2 separate regions of the Astyanax mexicanus genome follow, and region 2 is linked to region 1. A link is a contact called in public Hi-C data. All regions are on one chromosome and are shown on one strand. Each heading gives the region's core, a stretch centred on a gene start, on an enhancer-like site or on the middle of the called end of the contact. The rest is flanking DNA. Distances are from core to core; before and after follow the strand shown. Region 1 holds the start of cmss1 (cms1 ribosomal small subunit homolog). Region 2 holds the start of morc3a (MORC family CW-type zinc finger 3a).

The links. A called contact is a pair of places that touch in the nucleus more often than the background predicts.
Region 2: a Hi-C map of blood shows a contact between it and region 1, with 14 times the contacts expected there. The contact joins the promoter of morc3a here to the promoter of cmss1 in region 1. A contact is called at or near these places in 2 of 3 Hi-C or Micro-C datasets (blood and muscle).

The regions. Positions count from the first base shown.
Region 1 is chr11:2,308,880-2,315,474 of AstMex3_surface, forward strand. It overlaps cmss1 (cms1 ribosomal small subunit homolog), which reads right to left and starts at 2,802. Exons shown (of 9, transcript XM_022665661.2): 1 at 2,691-2,802; 2 at 1,433-1,572. The coding sequence starts at 2,739.
Region 2 is chr11:2,628,713-2,635,388 of AstMex3_surface, forward strand. morc3a (MORC family CW-type zinc finger 3a) reads right to left here and starts at 1,610. Exons shown (of 19, transcript XM_022665631.2): 1 at 1,526-1,610; 2 at 453-525; 3 at 1-76. The coding sequence starts at 1,564. dop1b (DOP1 leucine zipper like protein B) reads right to left here. Exons shown (of 40, transcript XM_049484718.1): 40 at 3,074-5,911. The coding sequence ends at 5,669.

The sequences.
Region 1 (6,595 bases), core at 1,552-4,051:
ATAACTTAATAACGTAATTATTTTTGACAGACCTATCTGTAATCTAGGCTAAGCTATCTGGCCTATCAAGACCAACCTTACCTCACTGATGTGTCCCTTCAGAGATTATGCATGCATATTTTAATCAGTGGAGAGTTGCTCCAAGGAGACACTGTTCTATGTTCCCAGCAGGCTAAGCTAATTGTTACTGAGCTTATAAAGCCCATTACACAATTCCAGCCCACTGCTTCCCATCTTACTGGGGCTGAATGGTCTTTTGACTGCCAGTAAAAGAAAGCTGAGTCACTCCTCCTCATGAGGTCTCAACTTGACAGTTCCCCTGATGAAAACCAGCTAATCAAAAGTGGTGAGCAAGCTCCCGCCACCAGCGCATTACTGAGTCTTCCCCAGTGTGAGCCATTCAGAGCCGGTGGTTGCGGTTGGTAAGAGAGCTGATGATTCAGAGAGATTACTCAAGCATCTAATGATACTGGACTCTTTTCCTCATCTCATCTCATCTCATCCTCACATACAGTACAGTCTAAAAGTTTGGACACACCTTCTCTTTTTCAATGCGTTTTCTTTATTTTCATGACTATTTACATTGTAGATTCTCACTGAAGCATCAAAACTATGAATGAACACATGTGGAGTTTTATGTACTTAACAAAAAATGAGCTGAACCTCCACAGTCACCGGACCTGAACCCAATCCAGATGGTTTGGGGTGAGCTGGAGCACAGAGTGAAGAAGACAAAGGAGCAACAAGTGCTAATAAACACCTCTGGGAACTCCTTCCTTCCTTCAAGACTGCTAGAAAACTTTTCATTTCAGGTGGCCACCTCTTGCTCACGAGCTCATTGAGAGAATGATGCCAAGAGTGTGCAAAGCAGTAATCAGAGCAAAGAGGGGCTATTTTGAAGAAACTAGAATATAATTTTTTTTTTTTTTTTTTTTTTAGTTATTTCACCTTTTTTTTTGTTAAGTACATAAAACTCCACATGTGTTCATTCATAGTTTTGATGCTTCAGTGAGAATCTACAATGTAAATAGTCATGAAAATAAAGAAAACGCATTGAAAAAGAGGTGTGTCCAAACTTTTGGCCTGTACTGTATATATCTTCTTATATCTACTCACCACCACACATAACGGTAGCTTTTTAATAGCACTGTGTAGATTCACTGCATGACCAAATAACCCATTAATCTGCCTCATTTGTAGAATGTTTAAACTGTGGGAAAGGCAAAAACTGAGCAAAGACCACTAACCAGATACCCCTCTCCAGAGTAGATCACTCAAACCATTACAGTGACTATCAGCAGGAACATTGGCAAACACTGCTAATTATGAACATAGAGAATACAAGATCACTAACTCAAGCTGATGGTAAAGGCTAATGCATGCAAATAAACAACATGTGAATAAACAAGTAAGCATTTTGAACATATATTACCTGTGCTGTCTTCTTTTTCTTTGCTTTGTCCGGTTTCTTCTGTGTTGTATTTTTTCTTTTCTTTGCTTTTTGCTGTGTGGGCTCCTCCGCTGCTTCCTGTACGTCCTGCTCTTCCTCTTCTTCTTCTAGATCTGACACACCTGAATCAGAAAAATAAAATTTTGTCAGTTCACATGTTACAGAAGGGTGATATAAAACTGTTATAAAATAACTAATAAAACACTAATGTTACAATAATATTTATGACTTTAAGATAAATAGCAATACTGGTTATAAAAAAATCCCTTATAAACTAAATATTAAGTCATACACTCATAGTTCATAGTTTAGCTATTTGCTTCAAACGTGTGACAGACTGTATATACAGCTCTAAAAAAATAGAAATTACTTAAAAATGATGAGTTTCTTTGATTTTAACAAATTGAAAACCTCTGGAATTTAATCAAGAGAAAGATGGATGATCAAATAGCCATCAAACCACCAAACTGAACTGCCTGAATTTTTGCACCAGGAGTAAAGCATAAAGTTATCCAAAAGCAGTGTGTAAGACTGGTGGAGGAGAACATGATGCCAAGATGCATGAAAACAAAAACTGTGATTAAAAACCACCAGGGTTATTCCACCAAATATTGATTTCTGAACTCTTAAAATGTAAAGCTCTGCATCTTCATTTTCTGTAAATAAATGCTCTAAATGAGAATATTTTTATTTGGAATTTGGGAGAAATGTTGTCTGTAGTTTATAGAATAAAACAACAATGTTCATTTTACTCAAACATAAACCTATAAATAGCAAAACTGATAAAAAAAACTGAAGTGGTCTCTTAATCTTTTCCAGAGCTGTATGTATTTAGGGTTGTTAAAGCTTCTGAAGGGCGGGTTTGAGTTGGATATTTTTGTTGGATCTGGCAACCCAGTGTAGCACAGACGGGGAGAACACCGGTACTGAGGACCCACGTGTGTATCGCGGTACAGCTGATATTTAGCCAAAATAACCAGGAAACAGCTAAATATCTGAGAAGCATCGAAGATAATCGATAATCTTAAAGATTAATTTAACGATAATTAACCAATTAAATCCCTTAAAACTAATTAAACTAGCTAATTTACTAAATTCTGTTTATTTACAGATCTGGACACGTGTTTCCCTACAGCTCCACAGCTCAGCTCTGTTTACTGTAACACTCAGCACTCCTGCAGAACCGCGTTATTAACACCGTTTATTAAACTGAATCTGCAGGTAAATCTCAGAATCTCACCTGAATTCGTGTCTTTATTCCACCACTCTTCTCCCAGATCGTCCCCCATCGCGCGCCGCCCTCAATCCGCTACGGTGTGATTCACACCCGCAGATTCGCGCTTAGGAGCTCCAGACCCAGCGAGCAGAAAACAGAAAACGTTAAAACAACGTTTATTTCCCATCATTAATACTGTAGTTACATTTAAATAACGTTGATATGTGCATATCAGTTTTAGTTTGATTCAGCATCGTTTCAACGTTATAGTTTTTTTTTATATGTATTGTTTGTTCATACCTGTCAAGTCTCCCGTTTTGGCCGGGAAACTACCGTATTTTACTCCTCTTTCCCGCCGTCCTCCCGTATTAGTATTTTCCCGTAAATTTCCCGTATTTTATTAAAATAAAAAATATATATATTATTGAGGATACAGGGCACTGACCGCTCTGTGTCTCTTAACCAATCGTGGAGCCGGTTCAAGGAGAAAGTCCCGCCTTTCAGGAGAAACAGCCAATCAGCTTGCAAGAAGGGTCAGTGTGGGGGGAGCCCCGCCCTCCTCGCTGTGAGTTCAGGCAGCTAGTTGGAGCAGCTGATGTTAAAACATACATGCAGCGATTTTTCTAAAAGAAAGGTAACGGTAGTCTAATCATGGAAAATGTGATTAGATTTTTCTGATAGCTGCTTAAAAATACTCCGAAATAAAACACACAGATCAAACCTTTTAAAATAAAAAAAAATACAGCTTGTGACTCACTTTAACTAGAAATGTGGAGAGGACCGACATTAACTGAACTGATCAGGGGTGGAGTGATCAAAAGGAAGAAGTATTAATTAAAAATTATTGTGTAGGCCCCTTAGGACTAATTTTTACTGATGGAATATATCTGGTCCATGTCCTTTTAGTAAAAGCTCATAATACCATTTTTAGGTCACCAACAGTCATTTTGCAGAATTTGTGCACTCTTTGTTCAATTTTAAATCCATTAAATAAATAACAAATATATCATATAAAAGAGTGCATTTATTACAAAAAATACATGAAATCTTAAATAAATAAAAAAAAGATATAGAAAAGGGTTTTTAATTTGGCTGTATTAAAAGAATGACATATGTAGGAATGTACACAACATGTTCAGATTCTGATAATCTAATTGTAGTGTGTAAGTGGTTCACATGTGGTTATTTTAGATTTTTTGTAAACCTGTTTTAAAATGTAAGAGATACTGAACCTTCGTTGGGCTGGTGGGACGGCTTTAAGCGGACAGAGGAAAATATCCCTTATTTTTAAATCTAAAACTTGACAGGTATGTTTGTTTTAAACTTTACGTACTAAATATGTATACATATATAATAGGTTATGTATTTTATTAGTGTTTTATTATTATTATAGACTAAACTGTTGTATTGCAGTGTAGAAAGAAACATTTATTATTATTATTATTATTATTATTATTATTATTATTATTATTATTATAAATAAATAAATAAATAAATAAATAAATAAATAAATAAATAAATAAAATGTATTTATTTGAGCGCTATTGGGAGTGTAGATTCAGAGCCCCAAACATTAAAAAAATAGATGTTCAATAAAGATTGTTAAAAGGATGTTTTCCTACAATCAACCTCATCTATATTAAGATATAGCATTATTGCAACCAAAATAATAACGTTTATTTAATGTTGATCTCCTGCATGTCTTTTTATTTTTTATTTTTATATTTTGGTAATGTATTTAATTTTGTGTCTGGTGTTTTTGTTGTTGTTATCATTCACTTTTTATTACTTTTATTTGTATATATATTTTTATATGTATAAAGAAAGGATAAAAAATAAGACTTTTCCTCAATTAAACTATTAAAGTAAGTATTATAAAAAAATAACAGTCGCCAGAAATTGAAATAAAAAATATATATTTATAACAGCCCGTAGGATCACATATAAACGTGTTATAATATTTTAGACTTTTGCGGAATCAGACAAACTGGGAAAAAGCTGTGTGTATGTGTGTGTGTGTGTGTGTGTGTGTGTGTTGAGGGCCAGAGCTGGTTTATAGCGAGGTCGACCACTCCCTGTCTCCCCCGTTATACCAGAAAATTCCTGCTAACCGCTAGAGGGCGCCCGCGAGCGAGTCCGATGGATGGATGGATGGATGGATAGATGGATGGATGGATGGATGGATGGATGGATGGATGGATGGATGGATGGATGGATGGATGGATGGATGGATACTTTATTGATCCCAAAGGAAATTCTGGACATCCAGTAGCAGATATACCTAGTACCCAGAAGTTATAAAAGAATGATAAGATATAATGATAATTGTATATAATACAATACAGCATAATAAAATAGACTCAACATTAGATCAAATTCACAGCACATACAACCAAAATCACAAATATAACAAAACAAAAACACAATCAAACAACAAGCCTAAACAAAGAATAGAAAAAACGAAAAGTGGAATTTAAATAAAATTCAAAAGCTTCAAATTGGATGTGCGACATTTCTTATTCTTTATTTGTCAAACATTTGCCATGCGTGTACATAATTAGTTAATTAGACAAATAGAAAAATGTGTCATAAATCCATTAATATTTTACATTTTTTTTTACATTTTATTTGAATAAAGATGTGTACTTTATTTAGTATAAAAATTATACTTTTTTTTCAGGTGCTCCGTATGAACCTATTGGTGGCCCTATGACCACCAATGTAAGGTATAAGCATAATAATGATCCTTTGTAATGTATAATCATAACTTTAGGATAGTAACTTTAAGTTGAGAAGTATAAATATTATATTATTTGTTATTATATTGTGTTACATTTATTATCTTATTTATGTATTAATTAATTAATTTAGTTAGTTATTATAAGGACTAGGGGGCGCTCGTCACTTCAGTTTTTCGCCACTGGGTGTCGCTAATTAGTTTGGCTGCTGGTGGAGGGGAGAGATCACTGAGTTCTCCATAAAAATATCTGGATCATTCTGTTAGGATGCTGGAACGTTTCTGCTCAGATCTGAAGGATTGTGTGTGTGTGTGTGTGTGTGTGTGTGTGTCCCTGGTCCCATGCCCGCCATCTCTCTAAACTGAGGGATATTCCATCCCCCTGTCCACACTGCCCTCTTTTACTCTCCCTCGCCGATTACTTATTCATCACCGGCATGAATTAAAAATCTCTCCATTTTCCTTCAACTAACAGCATGATGGCTTATTTGGAGCTCATGCTCAGTCTGCTTTAGTGTGACACTCGGTCCACTTGTAAGCTACACTAATGAAACAGCGTTTTTTTCTGAGATTCTGGAAAAATTCACCTGTTAAATCTAATTTTAAACACAGTATCTGAACCCCTGCTCCTACAGGTTCACTGCTGGAGCTCAGCCTCCATCCCCTGCGCTCGGCAGGGCTGTGCGAGAGCGGGAACAGGGCAATCGGGAGCGTTAACATGGAGATAAACTCTGCAGAGACGCACGTCTCACTAACACTGATCACATGTAACATATGTTAAGCCCCACTGACTCATTCCCATGATCTAAACTGGGAGCCGTCCATCATCATCTATCCCTCCGCAGAGGACCTTTCTGGCTGCAGGCTTACGGTGCAATCAGGATGTAGAGCATCCTTAACATAAAGCATCCCTACAGTATATAGAGCATCCTTAACATAGAGCATCACTACAGTATATAGAGCATGCCTAACATAGAGCATCCCTACAGTATAGAACATCACTACAGTATATAGAGCATCCCTAACATAGAGAATCCCTACAGTATATAGAGCATCCCTACAGTATATAGAGCATCCCTAACATAGAACATCCCTACAGTATATAGAGCATTCCTACATTATATAGAGCATCCCTAAAATAGAGCATCCCTACATTATATAGAGCATCCCTAACATAGAACATCCCTACATT
Region 2 (6,676 bases), core at 360-2,859, 320 kb after region 1:
AGGCAGTCATGACCTTTAACCTTCGTTTTATCAATCCAGAACTGCCTGGCTTTCACATCTGGATCGTAAGCGTTGTCTGAAAAAAGAAAGAATAAAGAACCTGTTTAAATCTGGGGACTTAATGCGCCTTAATCACAAGAATTATATCTTGTAAAACAAAATCATGTAAAAATCAGGTAAGTCACTGTTACGTGCAACCACTTACTACTTATACACAAAGCTCTCAATCAGTTGTCCATGCAATATGTTAGAGAACTTGTTTAATCCCTTTATCTACACTTATCTCAAACAAAAATAAAGATAAAACAACAAATCGTCCACTCTATTATGACTGAAGTCTCTTAATGTACCTATGCAACACACAGGCTTGTAATTACAATGTAAATACATAACTATAAGTAAGCTTTGTTTAAAAAAAAATGATAAAACAAGCAGAACGAGTGGTAACTTACCGATTAGTTCAGCAACAGCGCTGAAGGGCCATGTGTGGCTGGTGGAGTTTGTGTGCAGAAACTTTGGACAAAGCTTCAAGAAACAAAAACAGAAAATAAAATGTAATTATTTAAACCCACCATCACTTAAATCTGCTACAAAGGTGAAGGAAAATGAACTACAGCTCTGGTTTCTAAATTTTGCTATTAATAGGTTTATGTTTAAGTAAAATGAACATTGTTGTTTTATTCTATTAACCACAAACAACATTTCTCCCAAATTATTCGCATAAAATGAGAAATGGCTGAAATAACAAAAAAGACGCAGAGCTTTCAGACCTCAAATAATGCAAAGTAAACAAGTTTATATTCATGAAGTTTTAAGAGTTCAGCAATCAGTATTCAATTTCATGCATCTTGGCATCATGTTCTCCTCCACCAGTCTTACACACTGCTTTTGGATAACTTTATGCTGCTTTACTCCTGGTGCAAAAATACAAGCAGTTCAGTTTGGTTTGATTGCTTGTGATCATCAATCTTCCTCTTAATTATATTTCCATACTTTTTCAGTGGTCTCTTATTTTTTTATTAGAGATGTATATACTTGCTATATTTTTATATTTATATTTTTTGGGGTATAACTTTTGGCACAACATTCACTTCATACTCCTCCTTCTGGAGTGAATCACAGCACGTCCCTCACAGCGGAGAGAAGAGGAAACGAAACTGAAAGTTATGAATTCATATAATCAGACTGAAGGCGGGAAATCTGCCGTTTTGAATCCGTCAGAAGCGCAGCTCCACCCGGACCACCGCCCGGGCTCGGTCCAGAGTTTCTCTCAGTCTAAAATCTGCTGTTCTGAGATCAGCCCCTCAGTTTCTCTCTATATTACTGTCTGTTTACTGAATGTTAGAGAACAGGACACAGAACAGAAATACAGTCTAACGAAAGAAACAACCCCGACATATTAATTTACCCAATTATTCAATTACCCAGTTACAAAATTAGATATAAATACCTATTCCGCTTCGGGTACACTGTCTAAATTACCTGCAGGAGTTCAAACATTTACTAACAAGAGCAATAAACTCACCGCACTCAGAGGAATGCCTCTGTCTGTTTGCGCCGCCATCTTTCAGGATGACTACATGAGCGCGCATGCGCAGTGTCCGCCCCCGGTCACCACAGATGTTTTAAAAGGGCGAGAGGGTTAAAAGAATCTACGGAATCCCGTTTCCGCCACTTGTAGAAAATAAGAGTCCTCCACTAAGTCATAATTATGAGATAGTAAGTTATTATTTTGAGATACTGAGTCATAATTATAAGATACTTAGTCAGAATTATAAGATATTAAATTACAATTATGAGATAACACCCACAGACTTAGTACCTCATAATAATGACTTACCAACTCATAATCATGACTTAGTATCTCAAAATGATTCAGTATCTCACAATTCTGACTTATTATAGCAAAATAATGACTTAGTGTCTCCAAATAATGACTTAGTGTATCATAATTATGATTTAGTATCTCATAAATTTGCCTAAGTATTTGAAAATAATGACTTAGTATTTCCAAGTCAGTGCAGTTTTGTTTTCCCGCAAAATCTTACAGCACTTCATGCTTCCCTCTGCTACTGACAACTTTTATAGAGATGCGGATTTCATTTTCCAGCAGGACTTGACACACTGCCAAAAATACCAACTGGTCTTATATATTATTTAATTATTTATTATTTAATTTTTCCAAAAAATAAACAATTTTTGGGGGTTTTCATTGGCTGTGAGCCATAATCATCAACAATAAAAGAAAAAAAAAACCACTTAAAATAGATTACTCTACGTGTAATACGTCTATAAAACAGATGAGTTTCACATTTTGAACTGAAAAACTGAAATAAAGAAAGTTTTGCACTTTGGTGTTACTTTTTTCATGCTCCTTTACACTTTTTTTAGGTTTACAGTCCGCCCAATGTCATATGAATTTAGGTATTTCAACATTAAACTGTATTATTATTATTATTATTATTATTATTATTTTAATAATGTAGGCCTATAAGTATGTATGCAAGTAACAGAGGCAAAGAAGGCACTAATATGTAATATCCTGTACTTTACAATAGTGGGTCACATTGAGATTAGAGCCTCTGAAATGTAAAAAGCAATAGGGTCGATATTGTAAAATAAACAATATATTTTTATCACGTCATAAAATCAAAATTAAAATAAAGAAAACACATCTAAACCCTTTAAACAGATTCCATATATAGTGCTTGATGTATGTGTCCGAGACCTATGTACAGTACACTATAGTAAACAAATATACTAGATATTCTTGCTTATAATGGCACTCCAAAACATTGAGGTCATAAAGAAAACACATTTTAAATTATAATTATTTATTATGTGCTGAACATTTGTCACATCATATGAGTTTAGCAAGAAATAAATGACAAAATACATTGATTTTTGAACAAATCAAATTTCAGTAACAAATCAACATCAAAACCATTCCCTTAAAACGTAATGTGCTTTATCCGTTTTTAACTGCGCATTTGATGCATACTGTATAATATGTATATGTATAAGTATATGTTAGGCAGAGAAGCACGTTCTTCCTAAGCACAGTAACTGGGTAATTGGAGTGTAGCTATTATAGTACAGACATGTTTCTGGACTGCTTCATTCACAGTAAGAGAACACACACACAAAAAAATAAAAACGTATTAAGAAATATAGGTTGGGGGTAATCATAACTGACATATAGAAATGCCAGGAAAGGCCCTTATAATCTGCAAACCTGCTGCTCATCACCACTTCCTGAGAACAATAAACTGAAAAAAGATAAAACAATAAAAAAATGTGGAAAAAACAAACAAACAATGGTTTTGGTTTGACAAAAGAGAAAGGAAAGGTGCTTACAATATGTCGACTCCCAAAGACAATAAATAATAACCAGATGATTCTGTTAAATGCTAAATGCAATTACAATTACAGGCTTTAAATACGAATACAATACATCACTTTATATAGTGTAGCAGAGCTATAACTGGATTTTATGATCATGGTTTGGAATTTGAGCAGCACCCACAATCTTCCATTTATTAATATTTCAATATTTTCCATTATTAACCATTGTGTGCTGATCATTGCTGATTTTCCAATGCTTCTGTTTCTGAGGTAATATTTACAATATGGATTAGAATATTCATAAAATATAATACAACAAAAAAAACATAGGGATCAAAATGGAATTTACTTTTTTTTTCTGTGAAAAGAGACTATCACATGTTTAGCTGTAGTTTAAATGTTATGCATTGCTGAATGTGCTGCAATTAGAAGCCATATCTGTTATGGACTACATGTAGAGAAAAAAAGAAAGAAAATTAACCATAAGGATAAAATGGCATCAAAATTATGAGATACATTCATTCCAGAAAGAGCCAGCATCACAGGAACACCACAGAGAATGGAATGCTGTAAAAAATGGAGCACCAAACAGTGACACTGTAGCTGCGTCCCAAAGCCTAGACTGTATTTTTCGGCTGTTATACGTCAAATAAGAGAACAGCACCATAAAAACTGGGAGAAAATTGTGGGAAACAAAGCCTTCAGAGCTTGTTTTAAATTGTTTTGTGCCTCAAATGCAAAAGATGACAACTTTCTGATAAGGAAAGGAATTAGTGCCAAATTAAAAAGTAAGCACTAAAGTGGGAAAATGTAAACGCGAATGTAAATCCACAAAATGCATTGCTTTTCCTCACTAACATGCAGAATACCTGCTAAAATAAAATGCAAAATCACTGTTACATTACATTTCACTGCACTTAATTTTCAATTTCATGTAAGAATCAACAGCTCAACTGCATTATATTCCACTGTGTGTGGCTTCGCTGCGAATGTTTCAAATCAAACCACAATGCACAGGATTACAGTTCGTCTAGGAGCACCGCAGTAATTGTGCCAAAAAGAAATGTAATAACAGTCCAATTAGAAGCCACCACTGAAATTAAGGGTGGGACTGAGAAACCAGTCAGAAGCGAGTACTCAGCTGTGCTTTCAAACAGAGAAAATGTCTTTTGCGACAGAATATAAGGACAAAAAATAAAACACTCTAATTCTATAAATGAAGGCTGCCACAGTTACAGACTAACATAATTCCAATAAATTTTAAGTTTTTAAGTTTTAATGTTTGGTTAATCTTTTTACGTGATGCTTCCACTTATTGAGTTTTACAATGACTGGTTTCTCAGCCCTAAGTTCTGATTGGACAGTGATTAAATTTAATTTTGACACGAATACCACACTGCTCCTAGACGAAATGCAATCCTGTGCATTGTGTTTTGCTGAAATGCATTTAAGCTGATTGCATTTTAAGTGCAATAATTCTGGCACAAATTCAGCGGTGTTTGGTTTTGAAAAAGTCAATTCTTGTATACCATTTTTCAATAAAGAGACCAATAAAGTGCAGTGAAATGAAATCTAATAATATAATAGTGGTTTTGCATTTCATTTTGGCATGTGTTCTGCATGTTAGCAAGGAAAAGCAATGCATTTTGTGTTTTGCATTTATATTTTCCACTATATCACTGTAGTGTTTGCTTTTCAATTTGGCACTAATTCCTCTGGTGAAATCACCAGACTGTTAATTTGTGTAATTTTTAAGATACTAAGGAGGAGTCTTAATAGGACAAACCTAACAACAGCCCACTCCACCTCAACCTAAAATGAATTGGAATGAAGTAACTTTTTAAATTACAGTTTTTGATAAGAATTTATGTAAGAATGATAAATTGAGAATATTTAAAGTAAGGGAAATATTGGCTCAAATTAAAAAACAAAAAACTTTATTGTGCATATCCTTAAATCTACAATTGTAATCTTTATTAAATTAAATAGTATTCACATATAAGCAACTATCCAGTCTTTACAAAAAACACCATTAACCCGATTCCCTCAGCGCTCACTATGCCTTACGTTTATTTCATGCTCACAAAAATAAACAGATAAACAGATAAACAGACACCACGACACGGCGCATGACGTTCCAAACACAATCATGCCGCAGCGTTCCTCACGTTCACTGCACTCCTCACTCAACCGGTGATGAAGATGAAGGAACAGCTCAAATAAAACTTTAAAGAGTTAAAACAGAGAACCCAGGTCATTACACAACTGGGTTTTAATGGGAAAAAGACCAAACTGGAGAGGATGCCAGATCAATACCGACTCCTCACGAGTCCAAACCGTCCAGAAACTCTCCCTCAGTGATGAGCTCCAGCTGCTGCAGGACTCTTCTGGAGCTGGGGGGTGGGTAATCGGCGGGGGGCTGAGGGGAGTGGCCTGAGCCGCTGAAGGAGGAACAGAGTGTTTGGAAGAAGGGCACCAGCTGAGTGATGGATGATAGAGAACGCAGAGTGAGCAGTGGAAACTCTATAGACTCTAATGTGGATTCACCAACGGTTCCATTCAGCTCCTGAAACACAGGGCATCACATACAGATAATTTACTGTGTAATAGGTGTAGGTGTAGAGTAATCACTGTTTTTTCTTTTGATACAGTAATTTTAAATAAGAAACAATGATTTTTTAAGTGTTTATTTATTTTATTGTTGATGATTATGAAGCTTACAGCCATTGAAAACCCAAAAATCAGTGTCTCAGAAAATTTGAATATTATATAAGACCAATTGGTACCTTCGACTACAGAGTGTGCAGTGTGCCAAGTCCTGCTGGAAAATGAAATCCGCATCTCCATAAAAGTTGTTCTCAGCAGAGAGAAGCTGTAAGGTATGAAGTGGTGTAAGATTCTGTGAGAAAACAAAAAACTGCACTGACTTTAGACTTGATAATAAAACACAGTGGATCAACACCAGCAGATGACAGACATGACTCTCCATTAAACCATCACTGACCATCAGTAAATTTTACATTTCATTTAAAGGAAATCAAGAGATCAGAGTCTAGAGGAAGAGTGGAGAGACACACAGTCCAAACTGCTCGAGGTCTAGTGTGAAGTTTCCACCAATCAGTGATGGTTTGGAGAGACATGTCTGTCATCTGCTGGTGTTGATCCACTGTGTTTTATTATCAAGTCTAAAGTCAGCGCAGTTTTGTTTCCCCACAAAATCTTACAGCACTTCATGCTTCCCTTTGCTACTGACAACTTTTATGGAGATGTGGATTTCATTTTCCAGCAGGACTTGCCACACTGCCCACTCTGTAGCCAAAGGTACCAATTG